Linked DNA regions of Sus scrofa: region 1 is linked to region 2. Evidence: chromatin contacts called from public HiChIP or PLAC-seq data. All regions are on one chromosome and are shown on one strand. Each heading gives the region's core, a stretch centred on a gene start, on an enhancer-like site or on the middle of the called end of the contact. The rest is flanking DNA. Distances are from core to core; before and after follow the strand shown. Region 1 holds the start of GLOD4 (glyoxalase domain-containing protein 4). Region 2 overlaps ABR (active BCR-related).

The links. HiChIP or PLAC-seq counts read pairs in DNA pulled down with a chosen protein or histone mark.
Region 1: an H3K27ac HiChIP or PLAC-seq map of alveolar macrophages shows a contact between it and region 2. The contact joins the promoter of GLOD4 here to the enhancer-like site in region 2. A contact is called at or near these places in 10 of 47 Hi-C or Micro-C datasets (alveolar macrophages, brain, embryonic fibroblasts and 7 more) and 1 of 2 datasets of contacts at active chromatin or transcription factors (alveolar macrophages).

What each region holds. Positions count from the first base shown.
Region 1 is chr12:47,085,439-47,088,936 of Sscrofa11.1, forward strand. It overlaps GLOD4 (glyoxalase domain-containing protein 4), which reads left to right and starts at 1,993. Exons shown (of 10, transcript XM_003131815.5): 1 at 1,993-2,148. The coding sequence starts at 2,059. MRM3 (rRNA methyltransferase 3, mitochondrial) reads right to left here and starts at 1,955. Exons shown (of 4, transcript XM_021067529.1): 1 at 1,620-1,955; 2 at 1,170-1,356.
Region 2 is chr12:46,860,486-46,863,861 of Sscrofa11.1, forward strand. All of the region lies in intron 15 of ABR (active BCR-related), which reads left to right. Among named protein-coding and RNA genes, the nearest start is that of TIMM22, 41 kb to the right of the region's middle. Within about 2 kb of position 1,771, at least 6 of the 83 cell types and tissues checked have an H3K27ac peak or open chromatin away from gene starts, as enhancers often do. A contact at or near this core is called in alveolar macrophages, skeletal muscle and subcutaneous adipose tissue, where this site is marked.

The sequences.
Region 1 (3,498 bases), core at 743-3,242, 230 kb after region 2:
ATAACACCTTCTGCCTCAAATATCCCTTACTATCCAAGAAAAATCTCCAAATTCACTGCTATTCAATTTTCAGATCTTAAATATCAAAAACATATAAAGAATTCAGTCTTTCAAAGAATTTTCTTGCGGCACAGCTGATTAAGGATCCGGCGTTGTCACTGCAGTGGCTCAGGTTTGATCCCTGGCCTGGGAACTTTTACATGCCCATGTCACAGGTTCAGTCCAAAAAAAAAAAAATATATATATATATATATATGTATATATATATAGCCTTCCCAAATTTAGAAAAAAGACTTTCTAAGTGCCAACAAACAACACAGTCTATTAGGATTCTTAGTTGAATTCAATCAAATGAAGCCACGGTTTCCTGTTCAATGTGCTTAAGAGGGTGATAAATTGCAGCTTATTGCTCAGATCTGCTTCTAGAATAAGACAGTCAATGATACAGCATAGGTATCACCAAACTGGCAGAGGTTTTGTGGAAATGGAGGGTAAGTAAATCTTTTTTTTTTTTTTTTTTTGGTCTTTTTGCCTTTTCTAGGGTCGCTCCCTCGGCATATGGAGGTTCCCAGGCTAGGGGTCGAATCGGAGCTGTAGCTGCTGGTCTACGCCAGAGCCACAGCAACGCGGGATCCAAGCTGCGTCTGCAACCTACACCACAACTCACGACAACGCCGGATCCTTAACCCACTGAGCAAGGCAAGGGATCAAACCCAAAACCTCATGGTTCCTAGGTGAATTCGTTAACCACTGAGCCACAATGCAAACTCCAAGTAAATCTTTTTAATAAACATTTTCTCAATTTTTAACTGGACATTAAAGATTGAAAAAGTGACCCCCCCCCCCGCAAAAAATAAGGTCTGAAGGACAGTGATTATTCCTAGGGACCATAAAAAACTCATGACACAAATGACATAAAACTGGTTTCAGTTTCCACTGAAAATACAAGATGCACAGATTTGAGAACTATATTTTTCTGGGTGTCTTAACAAAAAGGTTAAGCACAGTGATACTTTGAATTCGGTTTAAATAAACTCTGTTGCGCTGAGACAACTAGGAACACATATCCCTGGGTCTCTACTTACTAGAGACACACTGGATAACCACTGACCCATGATTCCTTGTGGTGTTACTAGGTCGGACCAATCCTTGATATCCTCAAACTTCACCTTAATGAGGCTAACACCTTTAAGTTTCTCAATGGGTAGCTCCTTTATGTATTCTAGACGGCTGAAGAAGAAAATTTTTGGCACAGCACCAGCCTTGAGAGCGTCTGCAATCAGCCTACGACCTTCCAGCAGGATCTTCCCTTGCTTTTCCCGAAATGGCCTGGATTTAACTATTGTCATCACACTACTGTGGGTGGAAACAAAAAGACAGGTAATTACCAACATGCTCGTTACGGAGACACATCTAATTCTAACAGACATAAAGCCCTTCACAGAAAAAGGAACAAATGAACTAGAATTCCAGAAAGACACTTAATTCTGCCTTCCACGCAGAACAAAAACCAGCAGTTGTGCTTCAAAAAGTCCTCCAACCGGAGGAAAGAGGTCAATGCCTCGCTGTGAGAAGGGAAGAGAAACAAGAATATTCGACAAGCCTCAGGAACACATCACCTCAGCCTTTTGTCCCCGGGGAAAGCCTTATCGTAGCGAAGCCCCGACTCTTCCCAGGTGCTGGGCGTCTGGGATGCGGGAACCTGAAGCGGCTGATTCAGTCGCTGCTCGCGGGAACTGGCCTCCGCAGCCGCCTTCCGGGGCTGCTTCCCGGGCCCGGGCTTCCGCTCCACGGCCTGACCAGATGGAAACAGCACTTTCACCGGGCTCCGCCGCAGCGCCCGGACCCCGCGCCGCGCGCCGAGGTCCCGAGCTCGCGTTACCAGCAGCAATGTTCGCGTGGCCCAACCCACGCGCTGCACCAGCGCCGCCATCTTGCCCCGCACCTTGGGCTTCGTCTTGAAAGCGCGCCGGCGGCGGCTAGTGACGTCACCGGCAGCTGCGTCATCCGTGGGCGGTGCGGCGCCGTAAGCGTGAGAGGTGGGTGGTGTCCGCGGTCATGGCGACTCGCAGAGCTCTGCACTTCGTGTTCAAAGTGGGAAACCGCTTCCAGACTGCATATTTCTATCGTGATGTCCTGGGGATGAAGGTGCAGATGGGGCCGAGAGGGGCTGGCGTGCGAGAAGGGTGCGGGTGGCTGAGCCCCACCCGATCGGGCGAGGGGAGACACCGGTGTCATGTGAATTTCAGCCGGAACCCAGGTTCCGGACCTTAGCCCCGAGACTTCCCTTTGGCTCTGTGGGCCTCAGCTTCTGGAAGCATCGCGAGTGGCGGCTTGAGTTAGAAGAACTTTGAAAGCGGGCTTACACTTATTAGTCAGCGGCTGTGTGCCCGCACACGTCTTTCATTTAAGCTTATTCACAGATGTTTTTTCCTGACGCTTCCAATCTATTGGAAAAGAAAGTAAACAAAAAGTTATATAATACCCCTTGCAGTGAACTCTCCTAGTTTGGACCCTTTCGGCTTAGATATCAGCATATTCAGAGTTCAGCTTCTTTGGGGGCTGGTTTGAATGGTCTCTTTTGAATGGTCACCCACTCAGTTTATCTGAGTGAATGCTCCAACATTCCTCCCAAGAGTCCAGATCTAAGTGTGAAGTCAGAACCCATTCTCCTCTGCAATACCTGGAAGTGGGTTGTCTCCAGCTCTGAGCAGCTGCGATTGATTCTGCAGGGATCGCCTGAGTGGCTAGGGCAGGTGGAAGCCATGGGGAAGCTCCCGATAAGCAGGGATTTTAGATGTTATCAGTGGAAAGAAAAACGCACGACCTAAAGTTTTTGAATTAAGTTTTATTTGGGGACCTGACTGAGGACTATAGCTTGGAAGACAGCCTCTCAGATAACTGAGGAACTGTTCTGAAGGGGTGGGAGAGGAGCTAGAATATATATGAGATTTTTTTACTGGGGGGGGACCCAAAATTAGGTAGTCGAACATCAAAAGAATACTGCTAGTCACAGAAACGGACAACTCAAGTTGATGGTTTTAGTGCTTTTCTGTGTATGGGAAGATGGGTTCTGGGTTCATTGAAATTATTCCTTAAAGGAGTTCTCATTTTCTTTTCTTTCTTTTTTTTTTTTTTTTTTTTCTTTTTATGGCCCCACCTGTGGCATATGGAAGTTCCTTGGCCAGGGATTGAGTCCGAGCCTTTAACTCACTCTGCCGGGCAGGGGATTGATCCCCCACCTCCACAGTGACCCAAGCCACTGCATTTGGACTTTTAACCTGCTGGGCAGTAGCAGGAACTCTTTAGAGGAGTTCTTTTGTGGCACAGCAGGTTAAGGATTGGGCAGAGTCACTGCAGCGACTCTGGTCGTTGCTCCTGTGGCTCAGGTTTGATCGCTGGCCTAGCATCCGCATGCCGTGGGCGTGGACCCCCAAAAAGAAATTATTCCTTAGATATGCATCTTAAGTATCTAGTTCCAGTATTGAAAACAGAATG
Region 2 (3,376 bases), core at 521-3,020:
GCTCAGGGGATCTTCACAACACCCTCCAGAGTAGGAAAGCGGTCACAGTTTTAAAGACGAGAAAGCTGAGGCACGCAAGGGTCGGGTAACCTGCCCAAGGCCAGGAGAGCCCGGGCTGGAAGCGGCGCCCACCTTGCCCTCCCCAGCGGCTCTCCTGTCTCCTGTGGGTCCCCTGCCTAGGATGATGGAAACTTGTGCTGCAGGAATTCAAACAAGGAAAGATGTCCTGGGCTGGAGCTCGGGAGGCTTCCAGGAGGAGGTGGAGTAAAGGGACTTGAGAGCACCGGGTTTTTTGACTTCCAAAAGCAGGGTTTATAGTAGAAAGAGAATCGCAATAATAATAGAGAGACTTGAAACATAATCGGAAACCATCCCTACCCCCACTCCTCTGGAGCAGTCATTTGACTTTGTGCCCTCTCCCTTCCCCGGCTGTACAGAGTTCTCTATGGTTTTAATCATGGTGTGTAGTTTGTCTTTTTTTTTTCTATTTTCACGTAATATTATCACAAACCTCCCCTTTTTTTCCAGTGCGGTATGTGGTCTTTATAATTACCATTTTTGTTACATTGTCAAAAATGCCTCGGAAAAATCATTTTACAGAATGGCCAGCATGTTAATTGCCATTTTGAGGCTCTGTTATTCTAGCAAGGTGGGCAGGCAGATCAGCAGAAAGGAGTGGGGTGGGCATTTGGGGGAAGAGCCCTCGTGGCCAAGGGCACGGAGGCAGGAATGCACAGGGAGTGTCCCGGGAAATGAAGGCTCCGCCGCCCTGAGCCGGAGGGGCTGTGAGCAAGGCAGGAGGCTGGAGGAATGAATGAAAGAAGAAGGATCGACAGGGTTTTGGCCAGAAAGATTCCTGGGGTTGGGCCGGGGGGGCATTTCATCCAGTCCTGCTCCTGGGGGTGGGGAAAGCTGGGACCAGAAAGAGTGGGCGACATGGCCATTCACACGGCTCGGTGGCTGAGCAAAGGCTCCCGATTCAGGGCGATCCCAGGTGGGTCGTGCCTGGTCACCTGTTGACACATGAGTGAATGAGCGGAGGCTGACTTGTGACTCTCGGGGTTCTGCCCTTTGTCACTGTAACACGGCAAATCTAGCGGAAGATCCCATCAGCTTGGCGTACTCTTCCTCTTCCAGGGCCGGGAGCCCCCCTTCCTTCCCGGCTTCTTCATCCCGACCGGCCCCCCCCCATTCCACCCCCGCCCTGCCTGCCGCCTCCTTGCTGCCCCGGCCCTGCCCAGCGCAGGAACCCCTCAGCCAGGAGGCCCCCCCTTCCTCTGCCTGGACTCCGTGGCCCCAGGAGACTCTGCTATGTTTATCCCAGTCTATTTCCAACCATGCTGCTCCCGGCTCCAGATGTGCTGTCCCCAACTGGGACCTACTCACTGGCTGATTAGCATATTCCCAGGATCCAGCTCTTGTTGACTGGCTGGGCCAGAGGGGAGCGTTCTTCTGGGTTCCCCCAGGACCTCACAGCTCAGTTCTTGCCACTTCCCTGAGACCAGAGAGGGGTCTGAGACTTTGGATCCCCTTCCTGCCCCATTCCCCCATTCCCCAGCTCAGCCACAGGCCTTGGGGACAGCCCCCCATCTTGGGCTCTGTCCATCCCACCTACCCCTCCGCCCCCACCCCCCATGAGAGTCAGGTACGCTTTCTGTGAGCCAGCCGAGGTGACCCTCCCTGGGCAAAGAAGAGCTCAAGACCCTGGGTAAGAAGGGGCAGGGTTCCAGGCCAAGAAGGAAGCTCTAGCTGTCCTGATGCCTGGGGTGGTGACTCCTCCCTGACACACATACCCCCATTGCAACATTCAGGCCTGATGGGAGCCTCGCCCTCTGTCCTCTTCCCATCTGGAACTTGGAGCCTGAGTCTGACGGGGAGAGGAGGGTTATTTCTCTGACATTCTTGACCTGGCCACTTGGAAGCTTGGGAGGCGTCAGAGCTATCTAAATGCTGCTCAGGAGCAGGTCATGAGGCCAGTCCCCTGCCTTCAGGACTGGGAGTGTTCTCAGAGCCCAGATGGGCCCATGTGACAATAGCTGGACCCTCTTACTTTTTTGTTCCACTGTGGTAAAACACATGTGCTGTGAAATTTCCAGTTTTAATAATTTTTAGGTGTCCAGTTCGACGGCATTAACTAAGTACATTCACCTTGTTGTTGTGCAGCCGTCACTACCATCCATCTCCAGAGCTTTTCATCTTCCCAAACAGAAGCTCCATAGCCGGAGTTCCCATCGTGGCGCAGTGGTTAGCGAATCCAACTAGGAACCATGAGGTTGTGGGTTCAATCCCTGGCCTTGCTCAGTGGGTTGACAATCTGGCATTGCCGTGGGCTGTGGTGTAGGTTGCAGACGCGGCTCAGATCCCGAGTTGCTGTGGCTCTGGCGTAGGCCGGTGGCTACAGCTCCGATTGGACCCCTGGCCTGGGAATCTCCATGTGCCTTGGAAGCAGCCCTAGAAAAGACCAAAAAAAAAAAAAAAAAAAAAAAAAAAGAAGCTCCATAGCCGTTAAACAGTAAATTTCCATTCCTCCTTCCCACCCCTGGCAACCAGCATCCTACTGTCTATGAATCTGATGATTCTAGGTGCCTCGTGTGAGCGGACTCCTACAAGCATTTGTCCTTCGGTGACTGGCGTACCTCACTTAGCCAAGTGTCTTTAGAGTCCATCTATGTGCTATAGCAGCGTGTGTCAGAAATTCCTTCCTTTTAAGGCCAAATCATGTTATATGTACAGACTGCATTTTGTTTACCCATTCATTCAGCAATGGGCATTTGTTTTTATATATATATATAATTTTTATTTTTTCCATCATAACTGGTTTACAGTGTTCTGTCAGTTTTTTTTACTGTACAGCATGGTGGCCCAGTTAGACATACGTGTATAGATTCTTTTTTCTCGCATTATCATGCTCCATTATAAGTGACTAGATATAGTTTCCAGTGCTACACAGCAGGATCTCATTGCTTATCTGTTCCAAAGGCCATAGTCTGCATCTGTTAACCCCAAGTTCCCCATCCATCCCCCTCGGCAACCACGAGTCTCATCAGTGGACATTTGGGTTGTTGCCGTCTTAGACTTTCTTTTTTTTTTTTTTTTGTCTTTTGTCTTTTGTCTTTTTAGGGCCGTACCCACGGCATATGGAGGTTCCCAGGCTAGGGGTCTAATCGGGGCTACAGCTGCCGGCCTACACCACGGCCACCCCAATGCCAGATCTGAGCTGCATCTGCGACCTACCCCATAGCTCACAGCAGTGCCAGATCCTTAACCCACTGATCGAGGCCAAGGATGAAACCCGCATCCTCATGGATGCTAGTCGGATTTGTTACCACTGAGCCACAACGGGAACCCCCCTTTAGCCTCTTCTAGTTGAAGGAGA